2 separate regions of the Triticum aestivum genome follow, and region 1 is linked to region 2. The links are chromatin contacts, called in public Hi-C maps. All regions are on one chromosome and are shown on one strand. The core of a region is the stretch at or near the end of the contact, and the rest is flanking DNA. Distances in the headings are between cores, read along the strand shown. Region 1 holds the start of LOC123085630 (programmed cell death protein 2). Region 2 holds the start of LOC123085628 (probable xyloglucan 6-xylosyltransferase 1).

What was found. Hi-C and Micro-C count contacts between places; a contact is called where the count stands out from the background.
Region 1: a contact with region 2 is called in a Hi-C map of leaf, with 2.9 times the contacts expected there. The contact joins the promoter of LOC123085630 here to the promoter of LOC123085628 in region 2. A contact is called at or near these places in 3 of 5 Hi-C or Micro-C datasets (all in leaf) and 1 of 1 datasets of contacts at active chromatin or transcription factors (leaf).

What each region holds. Positions count from the first base shown.
Region 1 is chr4A:140,884,854-140,889,438 of IWGSC CS RefSeq v2.1, reverse strand. It overlaps LOC123085630 (programmed cell death protein 2), which reads left to right and starts at 1,336. Exons shown (of 12, transcript XM_044507298.1): 1 at 1,336-1,542. It overlaps LOC123085629, which reads right to left and starts at 1,249. Exons shown (of 12, transcript XM_044507292.1): 1 at 1,010-1,249; 2 at 783-923; 3 at 570-685; 4 at 175-329. The coding sequence starts at 1,105.
Region 2 is chr4A:140,752,212-140,757,303 of IWGSC CS RefSeq v2.1, reverse strand. LOC123085628 (probable xyloglucan 6-xylosyltransferase 1) reads left to right here and starts at 3,468. Exons shown (of 1, transcript XM_044507291.1): 1 at 3,468-5,092. The coding sequence starts at 3,917.

The DNA of each region.
Region 1 (4,585 bases), core at 87-2,586, 130 kb before region 2:
AACTATTTACTGTTGTAAGGGTAACTCAGAGCAGTTAAACTATGTCTGAAAGAGAAATCATAACACAGATGCAAAAACATCCATAGTGCAGATGAAAAAGCAAGACATGGATGATTTAGCAACATAGAGAATAGTGAAACACTGAAAATAGATATATAAATCAAGAAGAGACACCTGATGAAACTGCCAATGCAGATATTGCCTTTGAGGAAGATTTAAATTTCCCTGCAACAGATCCATCTGAGGCATCAATCTTACAGACCATGCCATCAGCGCCTGCTGTGTACACACTACGCCCATGCCTCGAGTATGCCACTGCTGTCACACCCCTGAATAAATACAAAACACACACCGACATAAGTGAACACATCTGAGCCTAAGCTCAACAGGAAATAGCAAACAAAGCCAAGATTACAGCTGCGGGTATGTGCTTAAACAATGCGTCAAAAGGAATTTCGTAATTGGCATGGTATTATGTACATTTCGTACTAAGAAAATGTGGTTTCCACAAATGAACAACGAGGTTCCCCTCCCAGCATGACACAAATGCACTGAACCACCAGCCATACCCAGGATGACAATCGCTGATCCTCCACTTCCACTGGCCCGCAGCAACATCGAGCGCAAGGACATCGCCACTGCCCGTCCCAAGCACGAGCAGCGAACTCCCAGCCTTCCGCTTCTTCTGCTAGGCAAAAAACACGAGCAATGACGCACAGCACACGAACACACGGGCACAGCGCCAGACAGCAACAGCTGGAGAAATGGGAGTGATTCCTCACCTTGGTGGAGAGTTGTACCCACTTCATGCAGGTGTAGTCGAGGGCGAGGTGGCCGCGCTTCGTCTCGGGGAGCGCCCCGACCTCCACCGCGGGGATGTCGGCGAACTCCGTCTGCAAGTGGCCGCGCACGGCGTCCCATACCTGCGACAGAGGCAAACCGTCGGGTTAACAAAGGAAGCGGCAACCCGAGCCGCTCCGGCGTGGATAGGCAGCGTTTGATTCCGCACCTTGATGCGGCCGTCGCCGGACGAGAGGGCGAGGAAGTCCGAGGAGGGGCTGAAGGAGGTGAGGAGGTCGCGAATCGGCGCGGGGGCCGGCGCCATGGCCGCGCTGGGCGGTTGGTCGTCGCGGCGGCGGCGGCGGGTGGGGAGGGAGAAAAGGGTTTATGCGGCGGCGCGGCAGGGGGAGGGTTTTGAGGGAGCTCCCGTCGAGAGAGTGGTCTGGGCCTATCTATCTCGGCGCGACCCCGGTCGGTTTCGCCTCGTGGCGCTTGGGACGCGGCTGAGCCGGACCAGGAGGACGGGCTAGGGTTTTCCTTCCATCCACCCAAACAGAAACAGCAAACCGTTTCGCCTATTTCTTTGCCCCCGCCGCCATCCCCCCCGCGACCTCGACGGCTGCTGCTCCTCGGTGCCAGAAGCAGCTCGGCACCCTCGACCGTGAATTCAACCACGCTGACACCCCTGCCCGTGGGTACTGCTGGACTTCAACCGCGTCGCCACGCCTGCCCCGGCTCGCCGCCGCGACCTTCAGCGGCCAAGTATGATTTTTTTTCCTGGTTTTTTTTCGTTCCGCGTAGTATTTTTCACGGCGACGTGCAGCAAATTTAGAAACGATTCTCATTTGCTGCTGAATTGGAAGTAGAGTATGGCGTGTGAAGAGGCAAGTGCATATGCCTGTCTCAATTTTGAATATGTTAGACATAGGGAGTGTATATTTGACGTTTGACTGAAAATCAATTGGACGTCAGTCAAGTTTTCCAACCAATAAAGAACGACACTTGTATGTATTTGTGTGTCCCTTTTTTGTGCATCTCCGCTGTGTGTATGTCATCAGGAGAAAGGCCAATCCTAATCGGGTTGGAACTAGACCCGGTTTCAAACATATGTGAGCTACAACTATCGCAATACCACATCCAAGAAAAAGCCTACTGATCCATCAACGTACCCTCTGTAGGTCTTGCATCAACGTACAGCCTACTTACAGTCTTTTGGGAGAAAAACACAGTGATAAGTAGACTGCCATTAGAGTCTGCTGGTAACTTGCAGTCTACTCACAGTGATATCTTAAAAGTTAAAGACTAGATACACAAAACTTACAGTCAAATTAGAACTGGAACTTCTACAATTATAGTGTATTTACGCATAATTTACACTCATATTGTGTGATTATTACAGTGACATTATGACCGGAACTTGTCGAGTCTCAAAGACACCCATTTGCAGCGCCGAGTCATGAGTTGGTATGTATGTACGCGGGTTGGACTGGACCCATTTGCATTCTATGACAAGCAGGTGTAAAACTTTGAAATTATAGTAAGAAAACCTTGCAAGTATAGTACCTCGTGCCATCTACGGATTATAGACACAATTGAACCAACATACACACTGCCTATCATACAGATGACCACACATTGAACCAACATACGCACTGCGCTATCCATAGTGTGAGCAGTTTAACATCTCTCTAATGCAAAAAAGCCTTCTTCTTCATCATTGTTAATTCACAGTCTGAAAGAAAGGATCAAACAAGAATTAGACCAATCATTAAGATATACATCACAAAGGGAAGCAATTAACACTGAGCCAAAAAGCTGAAAATACATAGTACAAGAGACAGTGAATGATCTAGACGAGCACAGTAAATTAGGCAACCTGGAGCCAAAAGTACAACTAAAAAAAGACTGGAAATCATGAACCTCTTTACTGTAAATTTGAAGTATAAAAAATAGAATTGCTTACATCATCAAAGAAATTAGTAACAAGAAGTCTAGAACTTATCCACCCTGTTGAACTCACAGAAAAACTATCATTAGCATACTTCTGTCCTTAAGTTCGGAATGTCAGCGCTTGAAAATTGGTTAACAACTTGAGTCCTTGCAGTCCATACTTCCATAATCTTGAATATAAAGACACCGCAATTGTGTGCCTGGTTTCACATGAATAAAGGAAGAAAAAAAAAAGATACCAACATGGGAGTAATAAAAGCATCCCAGAATCCTATAAAGTGTGTAATCCGTTCGAATAAAAGAAAATACCAGAGATAAATCTTAAAAGATAACAACACAGTGCCTTCAAAAGGGAAACAAATTTAGAAGCAAATTGATTAAAAATGTACTAGCAAATCACTAAACTGCAAGTGAAATTCAGAATGCTCATTAAAAGATGGATCAAGGAAAGCAAAGGCTCTTCCCTTCAAACAAACAAAGAAACAAAACCAATGTTTTCGAACGGTTATGGGGAAGTACAGCTGCAACTAGGAAGAGTAATATGAAGAAAAATGTATATATTGTAAATGAGAAATAAAAAAAGAAATGGCAAAGACAAACACCAAAAAAGAAGGCAGAAATTAAATTACTTACATGGAGGAAATGAGAAATAAAAAGAAAGGGCAAAGACAAACACCAACAAGGAACCATGAAGTCAGAAATCCTTCAATTCCAATTGGGGAAAAGACGGACACCAAAGCCGCAACAACTAATCGGGGGAGAACCATGGAAGATCATACAAGAGACGATCCACAGGCTGAAAGTCCTTCAATTCCAATGTCTTTGCTCATGCCTAGTGCATTTCTTTGAGATCTAGAACCTGTAAAATCACAAGAATGAAAAGCAGAGATCGCAAATTCTTTCCATTTGACAGAGTGTATTGCACAGATCACTCTAGTTAAAAATCAAAGAAACTGGTCAGTTTTGTTTCAAAAGCACCAGGGCAAAAGAAGCTAAAATTTACAATAGCAAAACAATACTGAAATTACTATTATCAAGTTGCTGAAATTACTAGACAAGCAGAAATTCCTGTTCCTGTGCACACCAAAGTTTCTGACCTAAAAAGCACGGACACGGCAGGAATTGCCGATTGGCCGTGTCGACACGGCGGGATACGGCTGGATACGCGTATCCCCCAGTATCCCCTGATTTTCGATTAAAAAGAAAGAAAAAAGCCCAGGGACACGGCGGGACACGTACGTGACACGGATGGGATACGGCCCAGCCCAAAAACAGCCATGGCCCAAAACGAAACCCTATTTTTGCAGGAATCGCACGCAGCTCTCCAAACAACAACGAGGGACTCCCAGGTCCCAGTCTCTTCTGGATCGAAGCCGCCACCTCCTGGAACGAAGCCGCCGCCGCCGCCGCCGGCGACGCTTGGATCCGACCGGCCACCACACCCCCACACCAGGAGGCAGCAGCCTCTTCTCCTGACGGCAGGTAACCCTCCCCAATCCCTGAACTCGCATCCTCTCCTCCACTTCTTGACCTGTTTTATTCAGATTTGATCTTCCATTAAGCTGCTGGATGTTGTGCTTGCTGCTGCTCTTTGAATGCCTGTAGATTGTAGTAGTAGTGTACTAGACTACTAGTGTAGTACTGCTTGTCTGCTTCAGTGCTTCTTTTTCCTAGCTTAATATCATCCTGCTCATGAATGCTTGTAGAGCATGGCATCTGGGAGTGGCACAGCTGGGTTATGTCTTCAACTCTTCTAATCTTCTTTACTGTTCGATGTGTTTTGCAAGATGCAACTTGCAATGACATGGGGGGACAAGAATCAATCAAGCACTTGATAAAAGAGACACAACCGAAT
Region 2 (5,092 bases), core at 2,219-4,718:
GAGTTTGGGCAGAGCCCAAGCTTTCCAGATCTCCTGACACAGTGGGAAAATAGTGGATCCGATGAAGAAAAGCCTATACGCGGAGGCCGTCGTGTGGACGCCATTTTCTGTTAGCCTCCAGCGGAAGGAATCCATGGTGCCAGGGGAGAGCGGCTGCCGGGAATTGACACACGCCCATAGCCTTACAAAGGAAGGCAACAGGTCGGTGGTCACCCGGCCACGGAGGTCTTGAATCCATCTGCTCCCTAACAGTGCCTGACGCACGGAGCGCACCTTGCGTCTTGAGACCTTGAATAGATCAGGGGCGATCACGAGCGGCGCGCCCTCAGGCATCCAGCTATCGTACCAGAAACTGACTCGGTTGCCATCCCCAACGGTGACCACACATGTCGCCGCAAACATATGTCGTTCCGCAAGTGTCACTGGGACCGGTAAACCCTGCCAGGGGACGACGGAGGTCCTTTCCGCCCAGAGCCAGCGGAGGCGGAGCGCCATGCCAAACCGCTCCAGGTCGACGATACCGAGCCCGCCAAGATCGCGCGGGCGGCAAACACGGCTCCACACAACTTTGCAATGCCCGCCATGGCACACCTCCTCCCCACGCCATAACCATGCACGCCGTAGCCGATCCAGCTCCTTACGAACCCATGGCGGGAGCGCATAGACGGCCGACCAGTATATGGTGAAAGCAGTCAGGACGGAGTTGAGGAGAACCAGTCTACCAGCAAGGGTGAGCAGCCTGGCCTTCCAGCGCGCCAGGCGTGTGCGGAGCTTGTCCAGCAGCGGCTGCAGGTCCACTTTACGCAAGGTCCGAAGCGACAGCGGCAGCCCCAAAAATTTGCAGGGGAAGCTCTCAACTCTAGCCCTTAGAGGTGAGATCACGTCATGCACGTCCAACTGCTCGCACCTTATGGGGAGGACGACACTTTTCTCGAAGTTTACCTTAAGCCCGGAAGCCAGGCCAAAAGCAGTAAGAATGGAGCGGAGAGCTGCCAGCTCGGTCTTCACGGGGTTGAGGAAGAGAGCAACATCGTCGGCGTAGAGGGAAGCCGGCCCTGGAGCTTGGAGATGACCCCTGTGTCCACTGCAACATCGAGAAGCCGTTGGAGGGGCTCCATGGCGAGGATGAATAAGAACGGCAACTGAGGGTCACCCTGACGCAAGCCGCAACAGTGGATTATGGGCCGGCCAGGCACCCCATTGATCAGAACACGCGACGAGGAGGTGGCAAGGAGCATGGAGATCCAATCGCACCATCTCGGACCAAAACCTCGAGCACGGAGCATGTCAAGCAGATATGGCCAGGAGACGCTATCGAAAGCTTTGGCGATGTCGAGCTTGACGAAAAGCATGGCACGCTTGACACGGTGGAAGTGGTGTGCCATCCCTCGGGCGAACATGAAGTTGTCCTGGATGCAGCGGCCTTTGATGAACGCAGACTGGGCCGGGCCAACAAGTTCGTCAATCCACCGTGCGAGACGCATCGCAAGCACCTTCATGAACATCTGTCTAGCTTGACTAAAGGTGCGTTGGTTCACTCGCGATACGGTCATATCGTTCTGGAAATCAAAGATCTGCTCGGTAGTAGGGAGTCTTTTCCACAAAAGATTAGTAGACTTCAAAATAGAGTTGCCGATCATCTGGCGAAATATAGCCGGTCCGAACGAGCTACGGTTGTGTGGCTTGGTTTGGCTCCACCATGTATCGAGGACATTTGGCCCCTCGACTGTAACTCTATTCATACGTAATGAAACTCCCTTTACCCCCGCAAAAAAAAATCAAATAATTTTTGTTTGATTTCAAATAATTAAATATTTAAAATCTAGATAAAAGGAAATATAGTGTAAAATGAATGTACGTAAATTTTTGGGACAAATCAACTATTTTTTTCAATTAGAATATTTCTAATTTTAAAATCTAGATAAAAGAAAATATAGTGCAGCATTAATGTACATAAATTTCTTTGGACAAATCAACATCATTTTTTTGAGTTTGAATAATTTAAAATTTGAAAATCTAGATATGCGAAAATATAGGTCAAAATGAATGTACATAGTTTTTTAGGACAAATGAACGAAATTTTTGTTTGAATGTGAATTATGTACATAAAAGAAAATATACTTCAAAATGAATGCATAAAGGTTTCTTTTGGACTGCGCCCTCAAGCTCGAAGCGGGGATTACCTTGTCTCCGTTTTGATTTTACTTTAATTCGCGTGGTCTAGTTATATAAAGATAATTTTTTCCGTTCAACGCAAAGTTGCAGTTGGTCTGGTGGCTTCTATGCGGGGCGAATCATGGTCTGGTGGCTTCTATGCGGGGCGAACCACTGTGTGCAACAATTTTTTTACTTTTATTTGAGAATTTTCTGCATATAAATAAATAAAATGCAAGGGTGCTATCTGAGAAAAAAACAGTGCATGCGGATTACCGCCACCTCAGCCACTGACTGTACGCCCCATCACGTTGGCACCCGTAATGATACAGCTGGATACGATAGAAAGCACCGTATATAAACAAGAGGACAAGTTAGATGACTAGAAACACGTATTTTACAAGTTTATACACTAAACTGACCGTCGTGTGCAAGTTCTGTGACTTGTGGTGTATTTACCTCTATTTATAATATCATATCTTTATAAATAAGGTGCTATTATGGATCATATAAATAATAAATAAGCTTATCTAAAGTATAAACTTTGGTATCTGTATCATTCACTCGTATTATACCTCCGTTTTGATTTATTAGTCCCCTTGTATTTTAGGTCAAAAAATTTTCCTTTAGTTTAAATACCAAAAATTAACTTTTAAACCATAAAAAATAGTGTCATTGAAAATTTCTTTCAAATACGAATTCAACAATATAAGTTTTGTGACATACAACTTATATTTTGTTAAGGAAATATATGGTTGAAATTGGGCATAAAATACGAAGGGGACTAATAAATCAGGACAGTGGTAGCATGTTACCCATGTTTCGGTTACTCTTTTTAAAATCTCCAACGGACTTATCATTTTTCACCGTATGAAAAGGATTGTAAATTTAGGAGGGTGACATGTGAGTATCATCGTTAGACCTGTAACATCAAGTGTAAAGTTGCAATCGGTATGGAATTTTTAGCTACAAAAGCAACATTTCCATCGCTTTTATCCGTAACGAGCAGGTACTTATCGAAGTAGAAATGCATTAGCAGCAACGGGCAAACCCGGTTACCCGCGGAGCCAGCCAGCCAGAGCAACCCAGACCCGGTCGCACCCACACCGCCAGGCGCCAGGACAGAAATTTGTACTGCTAGCATACGAACAACGGCCACCCTTCCTTCCCCCACGTCCCGCCAGGACCCACGCGTCATTGACCTATCACCTCGCGACGCCCGCATCAAATCAAACCAACCAACGAGGATTTATTATACCAAAGGGATAATAAATTACTCGTATTACTTACCGGGCGAGGCGACACGGGGGAAGGGGAAAGGAGGAGTAGAAGCATCGGGTGCATCTCGTCTCCGCGTCCCGCTGCCATTCCTTCCTTCCTTCCTTCCTTCCTCTGCTCTGGCCTTCTTCCTCCTTCCCCAAGGCGAGAATCCGCGGCGGATTGACCCGATTTCGATCCCGTCTCCAGATTTCCCCTCCACCTCCACCTCCAGACACCCACCGCAATCCGCTCCCCCTCAACGTGCGCGCTCGCGCGCTCCCACTCGCCCCCATCCTTATTAATTCCCCTTCCCTTCCCCACCTCTAAACCTCCTCCTCCCCTCTTCCTCCCCGGCCTCGGCCTCGTCCCCGTCCCCGTCCCGCAACGCCGCCGCATTGCTCGGCCGCGGCGTCGATCTAGACTCTCTAGAGGCGTCTGCATTTCTGTGTCTTCTTGTTCGGTTCGATTTGGCTTGGTGCTCGATCCGAGGGGCGGGGGAGAAATGTGGGTGGCGGAGCGGGTGCTGGGGGAGCGCCGGATGCGGGAGATCCAGCGCTTCACCCGGAACGCCAAGCTCACCGTCGTCTGCCTCATGCTCACCATCCTCGTGCTCCGCGGCACCGTCGGGGCGGGCAAGTTCGGCACGCCGCAGCAGGACCTCACCGAGCTGCGCCACCGCTTCATCTCCCACCCGCAGCGCGCGCTCTCCGAGCACCACGACGCCCGCTCCAAGGCCTCCGACGCCCAGGCCCAGGCCGCCCAGGCCTCCGCGGGGAAGGCCGCCGCCCGGGACGACGAGCCGGAGCCGCAGCCCAGGTCGCTCCGGGACCCGCCCTACACGCTCGGCCCCAAGATCTCCGACTGGGACGAGCAGCGGGCCGCATGGAACCGCCGCCACCCGGAGACCCCGCCCTTCCTCAACGACGTCAAGCCGCGGGTCATGCTCGTCACGGGGTCCTCGCCCAAGCCCTGCGAGAACCCCGTCGGCGACCACTACCTCCTCAAGTCCATCAAGAACAAGATCGACTACTGCCGCATCCACGGCCTCGAGATCTTCTACAACATGGCGCTGCTCGACGCCGAGCTCGCCGGCTTCTGGGCCAAGCTCCCGCTCCTCCGCGCGCTCCTCCTCGCTCACCCGGAGGTCGAGTTCTTCTGGTGGATGGACTCCGACGCCATGTTCACCGACATGGCCTTCGAGCTGCCGTGGGAGCGCTACGGCCCCTACAACTTCATCCTGCACGGCTGGGACGAGATGGTCTACGACGACAAGAACTGGATTGGTCTCAACACCGGCAGCTTCTTGCTGCGCAACTGCCAATGGTCGCTCGATTACCTCGACACCTGGGCGCCCATGGGGCCGAAGGGCCCTGTTCGTATTGAGGCTGGGAAGGTGCTCACCAAGTACCTCAAGGACCGACCGGTCTTTGAAGCCGACGATCAGTCCGCCATGGTGTATATCCTCGCTACCCAGCGTGAGAAATGGGGTAACAAGGTGTATCTCGAGAATGGCTACTACCTCCATGGCTATTGGGGCATCTTGGTGGACAGGTACGAGGAGATGCTTGAGAATTACCAGCCGGGGCTCGGCGATCATCGGTGGCCACTGGTCACTCACTTTGTCGGGTGCAAGCCATGCTCCAAGTTTGGGGATTACCCTGTTGAGCGGTGCCTCAAG